3 separate regions of the Mus musculus genome follow, and all the other regions are linked to region 3. The links are chromatin contacts, called in public HiChIP or PLAC-seq maps. All regions are on one chromosome and are shown on one strand. Each heading gives the region's core, a stretch centred on a gene start, on an enhancer-like site or on the middle of the called end of the contact. The rest is flanking DNA. Distances are from core to core; before and after follow the strand shown.

The links. HiChIP or PLAC-seq counts read pairs in DNA pulled down with a chosen protein or histone mark.
Region 1: a contact with region 3 is called in an H3K4me3 HiChIP or PLAC-seq map of forebrain, with 4 times the contacts expected there. The contact joins the enhancer-like site here to the promoter of Phyhipl in region 3. A contact is called at or near these places in 1 of 15 datasets of contacts at CTCF or cohesin (the NIH/3T3 cell line), 4 of 115 datasets of contacts at active chromatin or transcription factors (embryonic forebrain, embryonic limb bud, forebrain and 1 more) and 2 of 9 other capture datasets (adipose tissue and liver).
Region 2: an H3K4me3 HiChIP or PLAC-seq map of embryonic stem cells shows a contact between it and region 3, with 11 read pairs. The contact joins the enhancer-like site here to the promoter of Phyhipl in region 3. A contact is called at or near these places in 1 of 39 promoter capture datasets (embryonic stem cells), 4 of 484 Hi-C or Micro-C datasets (cortical neurons, embryonic stem cells and spermatogonial stem cells), 10 of 115 datasets of contacts at active chromatin or transcription factors (embryonic basal ganglia, embryonic forebrain, embryonic hindbrain and 5 more) and 2 of 9 other capture datasets (adipose tissue and embryonic stem cells).

Annotation. Positions count from the first base shown.
Region 1 is chr10:70,992,338-70,995,037 of GRCm38.p6, forward strand. All of the region lies in intron 3 of Bicc1 (BicC family RNA binding protein 1), which reads right to left. Among named protein-coding and RNA genes, the nearest start is that of Gm24486, 110 kb to the left of the region's middle. Within about 2 kb of position 1,319, at least 21 of the 459 cell types and tissues checked have an H3K27ac peak or open chromatin away from gene starts, as enhancers often do. A contact at or near this core is called in forebrain, where this site is marked.
Region 2 is chr10:70,324,435-70,327,134 of GRCm38.p6, forward strand. No RefSeq gene overlaps it. Among named protein-coding and RNA genes, the nearest start is that of Gm33704, 32 kb to the left of the region's middle. Within about 2 kb of position 1,322, at least 12 of the 459 cell types and tissues checked have an H3K27ac peak or open chromatin away from gene starts, as enhancers often do. A contact at or near this core is called in embryonic stem cells, where this site is marked.
Region 3 is chr10:70,597,957-70,600,656 of GRCm38.p6, forward strand. Phyhipl (phytanoyl-CoA hydroxylase interacting protein-like) reads right to left here and starts at 1,335. Exons shown (of 5, transcript NM_178621.4): 1 at 1,049-1,335. The coding sequence starts at 1,151.

The DNA.
Region 1 (2,700 bases), core at 69-2,568, 390 kb after region 3:
TGAATACTATGCTCATGGATCCCAGAGGCAACGGATCCCGGATCCCAGAAGCTGAAGTTAGAGGTGGTTGAGGAATACCCATCAAATCTGGGTTCTCTGCAAGAGCAGGGTGCTGCTCTTTTAACTGCTGAGCCATCTCTCCAGCCTGTAAAGTAAGACTTAAAATCATGAAAGATGTGACACAGTGGAAGACAGGCTCATCTTATAGTTAAAACCGGAAGCTTCCAGAACCATTAAAAGATGAGCCATGATATTGACGGAGGGAATAAAGCTGTCCATCAAGACTAAATCAAGTCACAACAGACTATATAAACTCTAGTGACAACTCTCAAGATAGCTCAGTCCACTCATTTCTTCTAGTTGGCCAGCCAGTTCCATCTGCTGCCCACATCCTACAGTTTAGCCTATAGAGTGATCCCTCAACACTGACCCCTCTCACCTCCATGTGTTCCACTCTTGGCCAAATCTAGGGGCCGAGCGTAGCGATCTGTGTCCTTCGAACAATGCAGAAGTGCATGTTGTATCAAGCCCCAATGAACCCCGACGAGAGGCACTGACTTTGACAGAGTCTTACTGGCAAATGGCTTCTTACCCAAGAACTGAAAATGTGAATCACAAAATGTAATAGTAAGAATGTATTCCTGCCCCATGACCAACAGCAAAACCAGTAGACAATAAATGAATCACTGCTATTTAAAAAATCATATTAAGATTCCATAGACAATGAGATTTTTTACCCCCTAACCCTCTCCCCCAACGCCCAAATGAATCCATTATGCCTGGATAGCTGTCTGGTTTTTAAAGCAAATTGTAAAAAACACACTTTACATTGGCCATTGAACTAAGACAACAAAACAAAGCAAAAAACAAAAAATGGTTTTTGTTTTAAAATGTCTATTCTAAAAAGAGCCATTATCTTTTAACAATTATATAGCTATTTTGTGTTTCGGCTAAAAGATGAAGCTAGGTGGCAGGAACCTGAGGGGGGTGGTGCCAAAGCCCAAACTCCACCTGGAGATTAGGAGGGTCAGAAATACCATCTATTGCGGCCACCAATGTGTTAAGTTTTTCTACGGTTAAAAAAAAAAAAAGAAGAGTCTGCCAACGAACAATTGAAATAATACTTTTTTTGAGGGAAGAAAACATCATTTTGAGAATATGACACAGCCTGATATCATTACTCAATTTAAGAGTTCACTTATAATTGTAATTTTAGTAAGCCCTTAAAATGATTTTACAGTATCTGCCCACATAGTACTTTGAATAAGCTACATTTTTGCCTTCGTTTATTGGGGTAACATGAGGATGAAAGGAATTTTTGTGGCATGAATATTTTACAGTAGATCTGATACTTGGTACTTGCACTAAGTTTTGTTGCCATAGAGACCATCTAGAAGAAACCATTTAAATGCCAGAACATCAAACCCATTAAAACCCATCGCCTTCAACTCTGGTTTCATTTATAACTTGGAAATCAAGGCTGTAGTAAAACCACTTTTATTTATTTTTTTACAACAATGTATAACCCATCTGCTTTAAAAAAAATAGTATTGACGACTTTTTGAAAAGCCTTGAATTGCCTTTTCATGAAAAAATTCTGATATAACCCGGGGGATTTGGCTGCCTAGCAGGTAGCCATGGAAACAGGAATATACACTGTGCTGGCTCTCAAGCTAATGCGAGCAGACTGTAGCTGAGAACTCTGGAATATGTTTCTACAGATGCTTTTTAAAAATCTACCTTTGAGATGAAAGTCAGTTAATTTTGTCTCTTCCTTTAGCCTTATCTGCCGATTATCATATATATATATGTATATATAGATATATACATATATATATATGTACATATATATATTATTTTTTAATTTAAAAAAATTCCAGCACACAGAAAGACCACATAGTGCTTTGAATATACAAATTCAAAGCAGAGCGATGAGAAGAGGCCTAGGTTTGCAGTCAGTGGGAACCCTGTGCACATCTAACCAGCCTGAGTCTTCATGGTCTCCTCACGAATGACCACAGCAGGACTCACTGAAAGACCTAGAGATGGAACTCTTATAGAAAAATTCCTACCTGCCTTGACCCCAAGTCACCTTATGTTGAAACTCCTTCTGGCTGCTCCTGTCCATGGACCAGCATCCCTAAATGTACATGTGTTTCTTGACCCTGCTCAGCAACACTTGCCTCCCGAGTGCCCCTCGCCCTTGTCAGCCTAAAAAAGAAATGACTTCTTTGTAAAGACTAAATCAATCTCCTACAACAGGTACCTTCTGCACTAATATACCATTGTTTCTCATCGTGTCCATTTGACATTTGTTTTAAGCCTCTCAAAGCAGTGGGGTGTCTCTACTGCCTCTCCAGGATAATCGTAAGCATTTCAGGCCGGGTGGCTTTTGTCTAGCAAGAGACCTCCCTCAAACTTGGATGAAAATAACAGAAGAAAGAATATTTTTCAAAAAGGAATGTTGATCACAATCAATTGATATTTAATAATACCAAACTATAACCCTTTAAGCAGATCAAGCCAAACTACATAAGGCATACTATTACGGCAATTTAAAAAAAAAAAAAACTGTTTAAGTCACCCACAAGTCTTGTGCCAGAAGTTCAACAACTCAGCATCAGCATCAGAGATGAATCAATTTGTAAAGCATGAGGACCTGAGGTCAACTTTCCAGGGCACACTAGAACTTGGGAGGGT
Region 2 (2,700 bases), core at 72-2,571, 270 kb before region 3:
GAAAGAACTCAGTGGGGAAACCCCCACTCAGCTCCCGATTCGGCGTGCACCCAAGAATCACGAATAGAACACAACACCTTGATGTAACAACAAGAGGTTTTTTAATGGCGGAGCTCCGGGTCGAAACGTATCTCACATAACAGGAGACAGTGGATTCGACCACGAGGCTTGGAAGCTAGGGGTTTTTATAGAAAAGGAGTGGGGCTGGGGGAGGAATTGGCGCGGTTTCACATGATTGGTCCATTTAAACATCAGCAGCCTGTAACATTTAACTTAGGTCAGAGGGGTGGGAGCTAGGGAGGCGATGGGCTTGCCCGGGCATGTCCTGGTCTGTTCTCAGCCCCAGGTTTCAAAGCTCAGAAACAACTCTTTGGGCTATTTAACATACATTACATGAATTACAGTTTTATTTCCTTTCACGTGACACCTTCAGGTGTGTCTCAGAGACACAGGCAGCAGGAAGGTGATCATGGTGGGTGTTAAAAATAGTGGTTGTAGCTTTGGAGGTGGGATGGTAGTGAGTTAGGGGGTTGTAATGATGCAGAACTTGATAGGAAATGAGGTAATATTTAGATGTGAGGATACTGTTGACGATGTGACCATAGAAGATAAGGGCTGGATAATGAGCCACATGCATGAAGTACAACTCTGTGTAGTAGTAGATTGTTGAAGGGAAAGACCTCCATAGTGGAGAGCTTTAGGGTTCAGGATATGCCAGTGACCTTAGATTCCTAATTTTTAGGTTACAATAGGAATCCTCAGAAAATATGGCTGAAATTCCAGGCCCCTGTGTCGTTCACTTTGGACTAATGAAAAAGTTGTATTAGTCACACAGGCACAGTTCTCACTACCTGACCATTCTACCCTCAGTGCAAGAAATTATGTCTGGTCAGGAAGGGTCCTTGGATCAGTCATCATATGGGTTGAGGGCATCTGAGTTGTTGGTGAGGAGAGCATTACAGGAAGTCAAGGAGTCTGTCTTAGCAAGTACAATTTCAAAATAAAAAGTCAACATACTTAGGTTGGGGTGTTGCTGTCCAGCAGCTGAGGATAAACTGGGTACCTGAAAGGGAGGCTGGAAATGAAAAAGGATTGGGGGGGGGTGAGAGAAGGATGAAGCCAAGACAAAGTTTCTGATCAAGGCTCTAAGTTTAATATTTAGTTAGCACTGGGTTTATATAGGAATAGCCCACAGACCCATCCTTTGTTTCAGCTGGATTGAGTTACAAAGCAAGCTCAGCAGGTGGTCAGCTCCTCAAAGCTCCTGTAGGAAGTTGCAAATGCAGGGAGGCCAGGCCACTTCAGCTAAATTGTAAAACCATCCTGGGTTTGTTTGGCCTACTCAAGGCTGGGGGAAGGGCACAATGGGCGTCTTGACTAATGTGACAAAGATGTAAATTCTTAGACCAGAATGCTATGGCTACGAAGACATGAAGGCTGGAGGAAGGGAGAGCCTCAACTCCAACAGGGCCATGTGTTTCATGTGACAATAACCATTCTAGTCCATGAAACCATCACCTGTAGGCTTCCCTTACTCTGTGTTCTGCATTCATAAAAGATTTCTCTCTCTCTCTTTCTCTCTCTCTCTCTCTCTCTCTCTCTCTCTCTCTCTCTCTCTCTCTCTCGTTGGTTCCTTCTTCTCCTCTTCCTCTTTTTGTTTTTGTTGTTGTTTTGTTTTGAGACAGGGTTTCTCTGTAAAGCTCTGGCTATCCTAGAACTCACTCTGTAGACCAGGCTGGCAAGATCAGTCTTTTTGTTTGGGATTATGGACAGCTGTAGAGGTGGAAGGAATGTTAGAGAAACCTTTCAATCCCCCATGACTCAGAGTGGCAAAGCTTAGCACAACTGTTGTAAACCGGCCGCCCATGGCTTACATGAACCAGGTATTTCTGGAAGGCAGGCTGGGGCTGAAAGAGACTTAGACTTCGAGAAAAGATAATGAAGCCAAGACAAAAATGTCTCTGCTCAAGACCCTTGAGGTTACAAAGAGAGTGTGCTTATAAGGGGGCACTTACCCTGATTATCATTATAATGTCATCATAATTCAAAGGTGGAGGGTTACACTTTATAATCTTTTGGGGGGCTGTGGTGGCTTACACCTTTAATTTCAGCTCTTAGGCAGCAGAGGCAGATCAATCTGTTTAAGTGTGAGGCCAGCTTGGCTACATAGCACAGTTGCAGGCCAGTCAAGCTACATAATAAGACCTGTCTCAAAACAAAACAAAACAAAAACAAAAAAAAACCACCCAAAAAACAAAAACCAAAAAAATAAAAAAAACCAAACAACAAACAACAAAAAACAAAAACAACAAAACAAAACAAAACAAAACAAAAACAAACCAAACCAAACCAAAAACAAAATAAAAAAAACTTTCTTTTTAAAATTTTTTGGAGGTAGGGAGCTCAAGGAACAATGTAAATAATTAAGTAGTTAAAAGTGTGTCTTAGTTAGGGTTTTACTGCTGTAAGCAGACACCATGACCAAGACAACTTTTATAAGGACAACATTTAACTGGGGCTGGCTTACAGGTTCTGAGGTTCAGTCCATTATCATCAAAGCAGAAAGCATGGCAGCATCCAGGCAGGCATGGCACTTGCTGGAGGAGCTGAGAGTTCTACATCTTGTTTTGAAGGTAAACAGGAGAAGACTGGCTTCTAGGCAGCTAGGATGAGGGTCTTAAAGCCCAGCCCCCACAGTGA
Region 3 (2,700 bases), core at 85-2,584:
ATTTAATGACCTTACCGTGCACCAATTAATAGCTCTCATAACTTTTCTTTTAAAATGTTCTATAGCTATTACTCATATACAGTTGAACATTTTCACTGATAATCGTATTTCCATGTCAACCGGTTTTATATGCAGAATTTAACAATTATTTGGCCAATCAGCAATCAGACGACTTCTTTACAAATGAAGTTTTATTCCAAATCACTGAAACAACTCTTATCCTCCAACTAGCCCAACACACCATTCTGTGCCCAACACTGATACTCTAACTAGCCCAACACACAGCGCCGTGCCCACACTGCAGAGTACTAGCTAGCTAGCACTTTAACACTCGGACCCTGTGATCAGTCATTTCCTTTTCGTAGACTGCCAACTTTAACAATAGAGTACTGACACATCAACACACAATGGTGTGTGCTGCACACACACCGAATCTCAGCAAACGTAGAGGAAGGACCAATATCCTGTTCGGATTTTTGACAGCCTCATAATCCCTGCCCAGAACCAAGAGCCTAGTGTCTGTCCTTGGTGCTGAAACGCAGCTTTTCTGTCCCCGACTAAAATACTAGGAGGCTCACCCCAGTTAGACAGACACTCCTGGGGTTCAGAGGTTTGCAAGAGAATGGGTAAGTTTTTGTTCAAGCCTATCCAGTCTAGCCTTCGCGGTGGCGGGTAAGTCCCTGGTCGGGAGACCCAAGATCTGCCTGCTGCAGAATAGGCAACACCGGGCCGCGGACCCGAGAGGCGCCCTCTCCACCGCGGAGCATTCTCCCGCGGATCCGAACGGTTCCTTTTCCCCAGTGGAGCCCTCTCCCGCGGACCCATTGGATCCCTCTCCCCCGGTAGCCTTCTCCCGCGGACCTGAGCGGCGCCCTCTCCTAAAGACCAGAGAGGCGCCCTCTTCCCCCAGCAGCCTTCTCCCGCGGACCCGAGAGGCGCCCTCTCCCTCCAGCAGCCTTCTCCCGCGGACCCGAGAGGCGCCCTCTCCCAGGGACCGGACACCTCCGCCCGCGTCCTTTTGTCTCCCGCCGGTGCCTCCGTTCCTCACCATCACGGTCGCACAGCTGGATGGCCTCCAGGCTGAGGTTCTTGATCTCCTCACACGGACTACTGGGGCTGCTGAGGGCATGGTCCAGGCGCGGCACCTCCATCTTCGCGACCCCGCGTCGAAGCCAGGCGCCAGCGGCCGGCGGGGCGAAGGGCGGGAAAGGCCTGAGAAGGCTGAGGACGAGGGCAACCTCCGGTCGGGAGTCGCGGCCGAGGCGGCGGCGGCGGTGGTGGTGGCGGCGGCGGCAGCGGCGGCAGAAGCTCCTTCGAGTGCGCGGCTCGTAGACTGAACGCCGGCCGGCGCGAGCGCGGGAAGAGCGCGCTCTCGCCTGAAGGGAGGGCCGCGCACGCTCACGGGGGCGGGGCTGGCGGTGGACGCGCCTACCTGCCTGCACCCGGGCCCCGCCCCTTTCCTACCTCTCGCAGACCCCGCCCCCTGCCTGCCGCCCGCCCTTGCGCACACGCGCACGGAGGACAGGGGTCCGGGGTCGCGCCTACCTGCCTGCACAGGGCCCCGCCCCTTTTTTACGGCACGCGGACCCCGCCCCCTACCTGCCGCGCGCGCGTACGCGCACGGACGCGGACGCGCCCTCCGCTCTCCTCTCTAGGGCTCCGCTCCCAGCCAGTGGCGCGCCCACGCTCTGACACGCCTCCATCGCTGCCCTTGTCCTGGGGCGCGCACCCGCAACCTACCTGCGGGCGCGTAGACCGTACCCCCCGGGGCGCCTGTCGCGCGCACGCGCATGCGCGCCCCACTGCTTCCCTGCGCATCCCGACCCCGCCTGCCGCGCGCACGCGCCCTCGCTTGGCTCTCCCGCGCGCCTTCTCCCGCTGGAAGCGAAGGAGGATGGAGCGCGCGAGGAGCGCGGGCTGTGGCAAGCTGCTCGGCGCGTCGCGCTCGCCCGGCGATGGCGGCTAGGCTCTTTTCACAATGCCAGGTAGAGCCGGACGGCCACCCCGGGCTGCGGCGAGGCGAGCGCGCGCCTGTTGCTTGTTGAACACACATTGGGAAACTGAGGCCCGAGCCGCCTAGGGTTCCCGGTCCCCGCTCTGCGCGCCCAGCCGCCGTTCCTCACCAGGCCCCGCAGTGAGCAATGAGCGGCCACCTGAGGACTGCACCGGGCAGCGAGCGCGAACTCAGGTCGGTGCTGCGGGACAGGTGAGGCTACACAGGATGCTGGCGGCTGGCTGCTGAGGAGGCAGCTTCCGGGTGACAGCCACTTGTCAGCTTGCCTCCTCACCCACTCAGCTAACAAACAAGTCTTCAGTGCTCTCCCTGGGCCCGGCATTGTTCTGACTGAAAAATACAGGCTGAAACACATCACCTGTTCTTTGTTACCCTAGAAAATGAAAGGGGGACCTGTGGTCTTCCAGTGATGGCCATATTTGCACGCCCCATTGCTTTCAGGAGCACCTAAGATATTTCAGTGCACTCTGATGGTGCAAAGGTTTTAAAAATAAAGCCTATATAGATGACAGCCTGTTGGCCTCTGTTCTCATTTACTGATTCGGAATGTTATTTTGTTTTTCTTGGTATCACGGGATCAAAAGAAGCCCCTCTCCCCCTTGTATTATTTATAGTTATTGGTAATAATTTATGTTCCATGTTTACTCATTTTCCAATTTCAAACATTGATATTCACCAATAAAAAC